Linked DNA regions of Macaca mulatta: region 2 is linked to region 1. The links are chromatin contacts, called in public Hi-C maps. All regions are on one chromosome and are shown on one strand. The core of a region is the stretch at or near the end of the contact, and the rest is flanking DNA. Distances in the headings are between cores, read along the strand shown.

The links. Hi-C and Micro-C count contacts between places; a contact is called where the count stands out from the background.
Region 2: a contact with region 1 is called in a Hi-C map of fetal cortex germinal zone, with 2.1 times the contacts expected there. The contact joins the promoter of LDHD here to the promoter of ZNRF1 in region 1. A contact is called at or near these places in 7 of 14 Hi-C or Micro-C datasets (CD4 T cells, blood, cortical neurons and 4 more).

The regions. Positions count from the first base shown.
Region 1 is chr20:70,320,051-70,326,187 of T2T-MMU8v2.0, reverse strand. It overlaps ZNRF1 (zinc and ring finger 1), which reads right to left and starts at 2,064. Exons shown (of 5, transcript NM_001194453.2): 1 at 1,222-2,064. The coding sequence starts at 1,645.
Region 2 is chr20:70,436,023-70,442,267 of T2T-MMU8v2.0, reverse strand. LDHD (lactate dehydrogenase D) reads left to right here and starts at 1,393. Exons shown (of 10, transcript XM_077984702.1): 1 at 1,393-1,527; 2 at 2,516-2,628; 3 at 2,835-2,976; 4 at 3,203-3,344; 5 at 3,488-3,647; 6 at 3,991-4,190; 7 at 4,285-4,413; 8 at 4,493-4,620; 9 at 5,253-5,343; 10 at 5,648-6,245. The coding sequence starts at 1,456. The coding sequence ends at 5,775.

The sequences.
Region 1 (6,137 bases), core at 815-3,314:
ACCGAACCAAATGAAAACAAACCCCAGGATATTTGCAGGGAGGGGGAAAGCGATACCCCAAAAGTCAACTCTATTTCACAGTAGGTAAAACAGTGATCCACGAGATATTACCCTCCATAAAGTACCCTAAAGGCAGGAGCAATCTTTCCCCTACACAATATCTAAATTTTCCCAACTCACCCAAAAGAAACTTAAGATGTAACTTATTCACTCAACTTGCCAATTAGCAAACAGCGGCCCCACACACCTTTTGGCCAATTTTCTAGAAGCCTGACCTAGCAGACAGACCTGTTTTCCTCCTGCCAGGCCTTTTTAGCCCTCCCAGTAGGAGCCTGGGAAATCCCCCTCCAACCTTTTGCTGGCCTGTCACCAGAAGTTCATAAAATGAATTCATCCAGATTCTCTGAATCCTCCTTTCCCCCAGTCATGTGCCAACAGTCAGGCAATAATGCCCCACCTTGACAGGCTCCCTGTTACAAAAAGATGCAGATTCACGGGAAGACCAAGCACTTAGCATGGAGCAGAAGAAAAAAGATGGAGGGAGGTGAGAGTCGTGGAGCCAAGTCTGCTGCATGCAGTACGGGTGACCAGAGCCCTGGTCCTGCAAAGCCCCCGCGAGACTCGCCGGCTGGGCCCTCCGTACAGCAGCCACACCTGTCTATGCCAGCCGCCTGCCGGCTGCTCCATTTTAAACATTTCAAACAGATCTCCAGCAGGGTGGCACAACTGGGCACCTCTCTCTCCCAGCAAGAGTGAGAGCCCTAATCCAGGCATCACTCGCCCCTAATTTTATTTCATTTTCATACTCTCTGTTTTGGAGACACTGCTTGCTCCAACTGGCTCCATCTCTCCGTTACTGGTGAGGCAGGCACAGTGCTGCAGTGGCAGAATGGAAGCACCCAGGCTGACTTGCTCTCAGCCAGAGAAGACCGCTTCTCTGAGGAGGGAGATGCCAATAAATGGGACTCCAATAGGTAGGCTTCGCTCTGCCCTTCCACAAGTGAACACACGCCGGGAGTCCTACATCGCCAGGCTCCGCAACCTTGCAGAAAGCCTAGTTCCCAGAGGGTAGGTATCCCATTCATCCCTTGGCATCGGGAACCAAAGGGAAGGCAGACAGATCCCGGTCGTGCACTATATTCCCAAACCTTGGCACGCGCGCGAAGGCTTGGGGCGCCCCGGCGCGCCCTCCCTCCGAGGCCTCCACCACCGTGGACTCACCACTGTGCGAGCTGAACCACCTGGGTGCGATGTGCAGAGGTAGAGCATCCGCCAGCGAGGCTCGGGAGCCCAGGTACAGCATCCCGTCTCTATGGTGACTGCCGCCCGTCTCCTGGTAACCATTGCCATGGGCATAGGTGGAGTCGGACGCGGACCCTCCGCCGCCGGGCGCCCTCTCAGAGTCGCCGGTGCCCCGGGAGGCGGGGGTGTAGAGGCCAAAGGGCACCCCCCCTGCTGTGCTGGGGTCCATGCCCATGCCTGCCACCGAGCTGACCGAGCGGCTGCGCAGCCCCATGGCCCCGCCGCCCGTCCGGTAGTGCCCGAAATGGGGCGCCCCTCCCGGCGGCGGCACGGCGCTGTCATCGGTGGAGACCCCCGGGAAGGGGCCCCGGGAGCGGGTCGCCGTGCTCTGCTTGCCCCCCATGCTCGCCCGGGCCCCGGTGGGGCGGGAACCTGGAGGCCGAGACCCTCCCCCACTTCTCAGCAGCGGGGGGAGGGCTGGGCGAGCATAAAGAGGGAGGGAGTCAAAAAGGAGACCCGAAGGGAGAAAAGAAAAAAGCAAAAGAAAAAAGGAAAAAACCCGCGGGGCGGAAGAGGCAGGCGGGCGGGCGGGGATCCCAAACTCAGAATTTCAAACGATCCAAGCCAAACGCATGTTTCCCCTCAAGGTCCAAAGAGGCGCAGTCCGGCGCGGGCTCCGCGCGCCACAGGCCGCCCCCGGGCTCCGAAAGCCGGGGGAGCCGCAGGGAAGGAGGGAGGGAGGCGGCGGCGAGAGGCAGGCGGGCGCGGGGAGGCGCCGGAGGAGGCCGCCCGCCCCGCGGGAGGAGGAGGAGGACCGGGGGCGCCAGGCGCGTCCCCCGCCTCAGGACGCCGCGACCATGGACGGCGGCCCGGACCTCTCCAGGCCTCGGGCGGGCCGCGGCGCTGGGCGGCCAGGCGCAGCTCGGGAAGCCGCGGTCGCGTCGTGTCGCGCTCTCGCTTCAGTCGCCGCCGGCCCCGCCAGCCGCGCCACCCCGCTCGGTCCCGGGCAGCGCTTGCCGGCGCTCCTGGCCGCCGTGGAGACAATGGAGGGCGGCAGAGCGCAGGCGCGGCCTGCGCCCCCTCCCCCTCCCCCCGTCGGGTTAACCCTTTCGCGGCCCCTGCGGCGCCCGGGCAGCTGACGCCCCAGCAGTCCCCACCCACCGCCCGCCCCCGGCCGGCCTGTGACCTGGGCGGCCTGAGCCACTGGGCGTTAGCCACAGAAACCAGATGTCTTTGAAAAGCAAACACTTCTTAAGTCCCCGAAAATGGCAAATTATTCAGGGGGAACCACGTATGGGGGAGGGGCAGCAATGGTTCGAGGGGGTGGGAAGGAAACACCGGGAAGAAGGAGATTTACTCCTTACGCCTACCTGGCTCTGAGGGTCACCAGTCGAGCTCCCCTCCTGGCACAAATTTGCCCCCACAGCACCCTCTGGTGGACGTGATGTCCATTCTTTCGGGGGTTCCCCATCCAAGCACCCCTCAGGTCCGGAATCTCAACATTTGGCGGGGTTTAGCTATTTGGGGGTAAACAGCGCCATGGGGACACTTGTGAATCCGGAGTGTTGCTGACACTAGGTCAGAACTTCCTATTTTGGGCTTAAGCAAATGAGTAGATTCCTTAGCTAAAATGTAATTTTCAGAACCAATAGAGGTACCATAAAATGTGAATAGATATGGATATGGAAATAGAACTACGTAGCTAGAAGTGATTATAGAAACCTTCTGTCCAAGGTTGGAGCCCTGTTTTGTTTACCATGTTCTGTGTTTCGGCCTACACCACGGCCAAGGACACGGTGGGTACTCAATAGGTGTATTGTTGACCAAGCCTGCATCATTTTGCAAGGGAGGGTTCCTTTGATACCTCAGTCCGTCTTTCTCTCCTATATTCACATTCATTCAGCGAACAATTGTTTTTCTTTTTCTTTTTTTTCTTTCTTTTTTTTTCTTTTTTTTTTTTTTTTTTTTGAGACGTAATCTCACTCTGTCACCCAGGCTGGAGTGGAGTGGCCTAATCTCGGCTCATCGCAACCTCCGCCTCCCAGGTTCAAGCGATTCTCCTGCCTCAGCCTCCTGAGTAGCTGGGATTACAGGCGCGTGTCACTGCACCCGGCTAATTTTTTGTATTTTTAGTAGAGACAGGGTTTCACCATATTGGCCAGGCTGGTCTTGAACTCCTGACCTCAGGTAATCCGCCCGCCTTGGCCTCCCGAAGTGTTAGAATTACAGGCGTGAGCCACCACACCTGGCCTGTTTTTCTTTTCCTTTCTTTCTTTCTTTCTTTTTTTTTTTTTGAGATGGAGTCTTGCTCTGTAGCCCAGGCTGGACAACCTCCGCCTTCCAGGTTCAAGCAATTCTCCTGCCTCAGCCTCCTGAGTAAAAGTCTGTTAAAAATTTGAAAATCAGGCCAGGACATGGTGACTCGCTTGTAATCCCAGCACTCTAGGAGACGGAGTGGGGCGGGGGGCGGGGGGGATCACCTGGGGTCAGGAGTTTGAGACCAGCCTGGCCAACATGGTGAAACCCTGTTTCTACTAAAAAACTAAAAATAGAAAATAAATACATTAGCCAGGTGTGGTAGCTCACGCCTATGGTCCCAGGTACTTGGGTAGCTGAGGCAGAAAAATGGCTCGAACCCGGGAGGCAGAGGTTACAATGAACTGACATCACATCACTGCACTCCAGACTGGGCAACAGAAAGAGACTGTCTCAAAAAATATATATACGTACATACATTAATATATAGTAGAGATGGGAGTTTCCCTATGTTGCCCAGGCCGGAACTCCTGGCCTCAAGCAGTCCTCCCACTTCAGCCTCACAAAGTGCTGGGATTACATCATGAGCCACTGTGACAGCTAAACAACTGTTTATCAAGTGCTAGGTGCTGGCTGTGAGGATCACACAGTCCCTGGCTTAACTGACTTCTACCTATTAAATGACCCCAGATACTTCTAAACTGGGGGGCCAAAACAGGGTGTAGAGAAATATTAAAAGAAAACCAAAAGAGCAAGGCTAGCCTGTCACAGATATTGATTGTTCCAGTGTCGCCAGCCTGGAAACAGGAGGAAAGCTATTTGCAAGCACGAAATACCTGGAGGTGAGCAAACAGCCTTATAGAAGTAAGAGTTGTTGGCCGGGCGCGGTGGCTCAAGCCTGTAATCCCAGCACTTTGGGAGGCTGAGACGGGCAGATCACGAGGTCAGGAGATCGAGACCATCCTGGCTAACATGGTGAAACCCCGTCTCTACTAAAAAATACAAAAAACTAGCCGGGCGAGGTGGCAGGTGCCTGTAGTCCCAGCTACTCGGGAGGCTGAGGCAGGAGAATGGCGTAAACCCAGGAGGCGGAGCTTGCAGTGAGCTGAGATCCGGCCACTGTACTCCAGCCTGGACCACAAAGTGAGACTCCGTCTCAAAAAAAAAAAAAAAAGAAGTAAGAGTTGTTTGCTAGAGAAATAAAAATAGGAAGAAACAAAATGTGCCAACATCTAATAAATTATCTGTAGGTGCCTATATGAGTATGTGTATACCTAAAGAGGCAAAACAAGAAAGCTTAAATTTAATCCAATTTGCTTGTAGAAGAAAGACTATGGTATCAGAAGAGTGGTTCAGTACTATACTAACAACAAAAGAAAAGGTATTAGACCCCTTGGAAGATCCCTATTAGAGAGATAAATACATGATACCCATTGTAACTATCCAAATAGCTTTTGATTTATCCATTCACTCAACAGTTTTTTAGTGTATTTAACAAAATATTTAGTATGTAATAAATTCCAGGCACTGTAGTAGGTTGTGGGATACAGTGCTGAACCAGACAGATGGAGTCCCTGTTCTCATAGAACTTCAGAAGAAACATTTCACACCCACTTGAATGGCTATAATCAAAGAGAAGGGCAATAGTAAGTATTGATGAGAGGTGGAAAAATTGGAACCCTTGTACCTTGCTGGTGGAAATGTAAAATGGTGCAGCTGCTTTGGAAAATAGTCTATCAGTTCCTCAAAAAGATTAAATATGGAGTTACACGACCCAGCAATTCCACTCCTACCTAGGTATAGTTCCGAGAGAAAGCAAAACATATGTCTACAGAAAAATGTGTACATAAATGTTCATAGCAGCATTATTCAAAAGAGCCAAAAGGTGGAAACAACCCAAATGCCCATCAGTTGATAAAGAGGTAAACCAAAGGTGGTGTATCTATACAATGAAATAGTATTCAGCCATAAAAAGGAATAAAGTACTGATTCATACTACAACATGGATGAATCTTGTAAAATCACATTACAGGCTTAAGTCACGGCACCCCACCAATACTTATTGATCTATATTGATCAATACTTATTGATCTATATGGAAGCCAGCCATAAAAGACCATATATTGTATGATTTCACTTATATGAAATGTCCAGAATAGGCAAATCCATGGAGACAGAAAGATTAGTGATTGCCATGGCTTCAGGGAGGGGAGAATGGAAAATGACTACTAATAGGTTTCTTTCTTTTTTTTTATTTTTATTTATTTATTTATTTTTTGAGATGGAGTCTTGCTCCATTACCCAAGCTGGTGCACAGTGGCATGATCTTGGCTCACTGCAACCTCCACCTCCCAGGTTCAAGTGATTCTTCTGCCTCAACCTCCCAAGTAGCTGGGATTACAGGCACATGCCACCACGTGACACTAATTTTTTTTTTTTTTTTTGAGACGGAGTCTTGCTCTGTTGTCACCCAGGGTGGAGTGCAGTGGTGCAATCTCAGCTCACTGCAACTTCCGCCTCCCAGGTTCAAGCGATTCTCATGCCTCAGCCTCCTGAGTAGCTGGGATTACAGGCGCGTGCCACCACACCCAGCTAATTTTCGTATTTTTAGTAGAGACCGGGTTTCACCATGTTTTGTC
Region 2 (6,245 bases), core at 144-2,643, 120 kb before region 1:
TTATCCAAAGACTTGGAATCTTGGTATACAACAAAAAAATTTTTTTAATTAAAAAATTTTAAAAAGACAACCTGGAATCAATAGAAAGAAGCATCTGGGTTAAGATAAGGAGTTGTGGAGACCAAGGTTCTTTTTTTTTTTGAGGCGGAGTCTCACTCTGTCACCAGGCTGGAGTGCTGTGGCACCATCTCGGCTCACCGCAACCTCCGCCTCCTAGGTTCAAGCGATTCCCCTGCCTCAGCCTCCCAAGTAGCTGGGATTACAGGCGTGTACCACCATGCCCAGCTAATTTTTGTATTTTTAGTAGAGATGGGGTTTCACAATGTTGGCCAAGATGGTCTCTATCACTTGACCTCGTGATCCTTCCACTTTGGTCTCTGAAAGTGCTGGCATTACAGATGTGAGCCACCGCGCCCGGCCCAAGGTTCTTATTATGTAACATAGATGGTAAATGTCTAAGGCCTTAAAAGGTGCCAGACTCTTAGTTAAATCTCCCTTAGATCAGGATAAAACCTGGAAAGAGGCTGGGCGCTCAGTGGCTCATGTCTGTAATCTCAGCACTTTGGGAGGCCGAGGCAGGTGGATCACGAGGTCAGGAGTTCAAGACCAGCCTGGCCAAGATGGTGAAACCCCATCTCTACTAAAAATACAAAAATTATCTGGGCACAGTGGCAGGCACCTGTAATCCCAGCTACTTGGGAGGCTGAGGCAGGAGAATTGCTTGAACCCAGGGGCTGGAGGTTGCCGCACGTCACTGCACTCCAGCCTGGGCAACAGAGTGAGACTCCATCAAAAAAAAAAAAAAAAAAAATTCCTGGCAGGGGGAGGGGCTTCTCTACAGATTCTAGATTTTCCCCACAAAAGACAGCTTTTTGGAGCTATTTTTAAAAATACCAAAGGAATAGATATTGGGGGTAAAAGACATCAATTTCTTTCAGGGCCTGCTATCTGTCAGGTGATGCTAGAGTCAGGTTGGAATCTGGTATCTTATTGCTACAAAGAGTGTTTTGTGTCTGAAGATCAGAATGCCTTAAGATCTCTGTTTTAGTGTTAATGCTAGTCAGTTGTGTCTGAATTCTAAAGGGAGGAGGGGGATAATGAGGCATGTCCTAAACCCCTTCCCATCACAGCCTGAATTAATTTTTCAGGTTTACTTTGGAATGCCCTTGGCTGAGACGAAAGTCCATTCGGTCGGTTGGGAGGCTTAGAATTTTATTTTTGCCTTACAGTTTCCCTAAACGTCCAGTGAACCTCACTTCTCCTTTAGAAGTGTCATCCCTGGCGCCCACGAAAATGTCTGCAAGATCTGCAAGGGCCACCTTAAAGCCCATGCCACCTTAAGCAGGCCCCACCCCCGGCCTAGCCAATGGGCTGACAGCAGCCGCAGCTGCTGCCACAGTAGCTGACTGGTCACCCTGCCACCCAGCGCTCACACCCTCTGGCAGGTGCCTGGCTATGGCCCGACTGCTCCGGGCTGCAACCTGGGGGCTGTTCCCCTGGAGGGGCTACTGCTCCCAGAAGGCAAAGGTACCGGGAGAGAAGAGAAGTCCCCTGGAGGGATGAGGTGGGGAGCGGGGAACAGGGGGTTCTGATCCCAAGTTTCCTGGGCTCTGTGATGCCCCAGCACCAAGTGACCTGACCTTGGGCAAAAGGGCACTGGGCTTACCCTGTGGCAAGTGTGGGTGTAGAGTGAGTGTAGAGATCAGCTGAGTCCCCACTGCTACCATGAGTGGGGCTGGGGGAGTCAAATGGATGCCCCTGGGTGGCTCTGGAATAAAACACACCTGTGGAAGAAGGCCCTGGAGGAAAGGATCTAGGTTCCAGGCCAGGCTCTGTCCTTAACTTGGCCTCCATTTCTCATCTGTAAAATGGGAAGAAACTGCTCCCCTCCCCAGCCCCCCATGAAGGGCTCCAGAAGCCCCAGCCAGGGCAGAGTGGGGAGGGGGCAGTGAAAGCTTTTCCTCCCTGTCATTCCCTTATCAAGCTCTGAGTCGCCTGTGGCGGGGGTGGTGCTTGGTTGGCCCTGGAGAAAGGAGGAAGTGAGGGACCTTTTCAGTTGGCTCAGGCTGGGCTGGCTATTGAAGGAACACTGCTGATAGCCTTTTTGGAGAGCGAATTCTGGTTTTGTATTTGGATGGCCGGGCGCCTTGGCTCATGCCTGTAACCCCAGCGCTTTGGGAGGCCGAGGCAGGTGGATCGCTTGAGCCCAGGAGTTTGAAATCATCCTGGGCAACATAGTAAGACCCTGTTTTTATTAAAAAAGAAAACATTAAAAAAAATTCTGGTAGCGTTTTTTTTCTGAGGGGCAACTTTGACCCCAATGGCTGTGTTTGGAAAAGAGGCATTTCTGGAGAGTGGGTTTGTTTAAAGAGGGCCTACCTGGCAAGGATGTTGTCAGCCGGGGGTCGGCAGGGGAAGCTCACTCCAGCCCCCAGCCCTCCACGCTGACACTGGGGCAGGGCTGTGGCCCCAGGTGTCTTTCGGGGGACCCTGGCAGTGTGTTTCTCCCCTGCAGGGCGAGCTCTGCAGGGACTTCGTAGAGGCTCTGAAGGCCGTGGTGGGCGGCTCCCACGTGTCCACTGCCACGGTGGTCCGAGAGCAGCACGGGCGCGATGAGTCGGTGCACAGGTATGGGAGGGCTCGCAGACCCCTCCCATCTTCTGGATTCAACCCCAGCTGAGAGCGAGGGTCCTGGATTGCGTTCCCCCTCACTCACCTGTTTTGGGGTGCTCTGGCATGTTTTCTGCCCCTCGTTCGCTGTAGCCTCAGGCCCTGCAACACCTCGGGACCAGAGGGTGCCACGCCCCCGTAAATCACTGAGGGTCTGGTTCTAGGTGCGAACCTCCCGATGCTGTGGTGTGGCCCCAGAACGTGGAGCAGGTCAGCCGGCTGGCAGCCCTGTGCTACCGCCAAGGTGTGCCCATTATCCCATTCGGCACCGGCACCGGGCTTGAGGGTGGCGTCTGCGCTGTGCAGGTACCGTGTGGCTCCCCTGCCCGCCTCGGGGCTGGTCCCCCACCTTGGCACACCTGTGGCTGCCTCCCCCGCCGCACACAGCTCCTTGGGTCTGCGCCCGCCCGCGGGCTGCCCGCTTCTGGGGGTCTGGCCTGGCTGCTGGGGGGACACCCGCGGGCTGTGACCCGGGGACGTGGCCAGGTCAGAGACCTAGATATGCAGTGGTCTCAGCACCCGCTCCCACCAGGGCGGCGTCTGCATTAACCTGACGCATATGGACCGAATCCTGGAGCTGAACCTGGAGGACTTCTCCGTGGTGGTGGAGCCGGGCGTCACCCGCAAAGCTCTCAACCTCCACCTGCGGGATAGCGGCCTCTGGTTTCCCGTGGGTAGGACTCGCGAACCTTTCCTGGGGCCCTGAGGGCACGTTGGGAGCAGGGTTGTGTCTGGGGCTCAGGGGACCTTCCTCCCCCAGCCCGAGGGAAAGGACCTCCCGTTCTGAGGCTGCCTTCTCCTGTACGCCGCCCTCCAGACCCAGGTGCGGACGCCTCTCTCTGTGGCATGGCGGCCACCGGGGCGTCGGGCACCAACGCGGTCCGCTACGGCACCATGCGGGACAACGTGCTCAACCTGGAGGTGGTGCTGCCCGACGGGCGGCTGCTGCACACGGCGGGCCAAGGCCGGCATTTCCGGTGAGTGCCCTCTGCGGGGGCCCTGGCCCTGGGCACTGCTGGGGGGCTGCCCGGGCTGTGAAAGACACCTCCTGCCGGCCTCCTGGTTTGGCAGGCTAGGCTTCCCCAGGCTCTGAAGCCCTGTCACTTGGGCCAAAGTGGATGGGAACAGGGTTTGCTCTCCCTGCGTGAGGCCGATTTGCTTTGTGGAGCAGAAAGAATTGGGCCAGGGAATCTGGGCCCGAGGGAGGCCAGCCCAGACCTCAGTGCCTGGGGTCGGTGTCCTGGGTTCCAGCTTGGGCTTCTGGTCAGAAATCCCTCATCACACAGCCTGGTACTCACCTTGCGTGTCCCTGGGACCTAGGAAGAGTGCAGCCGGCTACAACCTCACTGGGCTGTTCGTGGGCTCTGAGGGGACGCTGGGCCTCATCACAGCCACCACCCTGCGCCTGCACCCTGTCCCTGAGGCCATAGTGGCCGCCACGTGTGCGTTCCCCAGTGTCCAGGCTGCTGTGGACAGCACTGTACACATCCTCCAGGCTGCAGTGCCCGTAGCCCGCATTGGTGAGCTGAGGACGGGGCAGTCAGGGTGGGCTCCCTGGAAGAGGCCCCCTGGGAAGGCCAGGACTCACCTGGCCTGCCCTCTCCCTGGATCCAGAGTTCCTGGATGAAGTCATGATGGATGCCTGCAACAGGTACAGCAAGCTGAACTGCTCAGTGGCACCCACACTCTTCCTGGAGTTCCATGGCTCCCAGCAGGCACTGGAGGAGCAGCTGCAACGCACAGGTATGCTGGGGTGGAGTGGGGCAGCAGGGTGGGCTGCCTCAGCGACAGCCGGGTGTCAGCCTCCCTACCCCAACTGCAGAGGAGATAGTCCAGCAGAACGGAGCCTCTGACTTCTCCTGGGCCAAGGCGGCCGAGGAGCGCAGCCAGCTTTGGACAGCACGGCACAATGCCTGGTACGCAGCCCTGGCCATGCGGCCAGGCTGCAAGGTGAGCTGGGACTGGGGTGCAGATGGGGCCCACAGCTCAGCCCACAAACCCTTTCCTCAGCCCACCACTCTACTGCACAGAGCAACAGTCCGAGCCTCAACAAGGGGGCTGGGCCTGGCTGAGCAGGTGCTAGAACCGGGGGCTGCAGGTCGCCCCACCCAGCTGTTCAGATACTGTCTACAGGGAAAGCACAGTTGTCTGCTAAGCCCTCAAAAGCCCTTCCTGTGAGCCAGGTCGTGGGAACGGTGTAGTGCTCTTGGGAGTTGTAAACGGAAGGAAGGCTTCGTGGAGGAAGAGATGATAGAGAGGGGGATGTTAGCCTAACCTGGGGAAGGGGAATCTGGGCTCCAGGCAGCTGTGCAAAGGCTTAGCAGCCTGGAGCTTGGCGGTGGGAGCCACAGGGGAGTGGGAACAGCCTCTACCGGGAGGTGTGGCAAGCACGCCTGGGCCATTTGTCTCCTGTGTTGTGCTGGGGGGAGGTGAGGGCTGAGGCCTAGAGAAGAGCAGGATTATTTCCTTGTGCGAGGCCAAGAGCTGAAGCCCAGTGCCCCCAGACCTGTCCTCAGCTTTGACCACGGTGACCCCATACCCCCAGGCAGGCAGGGGTAACTCACAGGCCTCCCTCTGACCAGGGCTACTCCACGGACGTGTGTGTGCCCATCTCCCGGCTGCCGGAGATCCTGGTGCAGACCAAGGAGGATCTGAACGCCTCGGGACTCACAGGTTCTGCCCACCCTGCTGCTGGGGAGAGGTGGGGGGGTGTCGGGGCTGACCAGAGCCTGGGGCAGCAGGAGGCAAGAGGGAGGGTGAACAGTTCTGTCCTCTGGGCCTCCAGGAAGCATTGTCGGGCATGTGGGTGACGGCAACTTCCACTGCATCCTGCTGGTCAACCCTGATGACGCTGAGGAACTGGGTAGGGTCAAGGCTTTTGCAGAACAGCTGGGCAGGTAGGAGCAAAGTCAGGGAGGGGAATAGCTGAGGGCAGAGGGAAGGGGGCCCCATGAGGATGTCTCCTTCCCGCCCCCAGGCGGGCACTGGCCCTCCACGGAACGTGCACGGGGGAGCATGGCATCGGACTGGGCAAGCGGCAGCTGCTGCGGGAGGAGGTGGGCGCCGTGGGCGTGGAGACCATGCGGCAGCTCAAGGCTGTGCTAGACCCTCAAGGCCTCATGAACCCGGGCAAAGTGCTGTGAGGGGCTCTGAGCACTTAGCCCACAAGTTCCAAGACTACGGAGCCCCTGCTCTGGAACTTTTCTTCATGCCACGGCCCCTGCAAGGGAATAGACAGTAGCTGACGCAGTCTTGCTGCCAGTGAGTCCACTGTATCTGGGCCCAAGGTCAGAGCGCCCAGAGAGAAGCCTGAGCACCGTGCTACTCCCCGTCCTTCTGGCTGGCTCCAGGAGCCTTTGGTTCAGTAAACGACCCTGGGTGGTTCCCAGCAAAGCTGCTTCCTCTCTGCTTCTACGCATCCTGTCCTGGCTGGAAGAGACCATCTGGGTCCACTCAAGACTCTGATGACACTCCTCCCCTGAGGCCTCCCACTGCTGGGGTCCCAGGACCCTTCCCTCTTCACCTGGTGACAGGCACTCCTTTCCTGGTATGGGACGTGAGCTCCCGTGCCATGC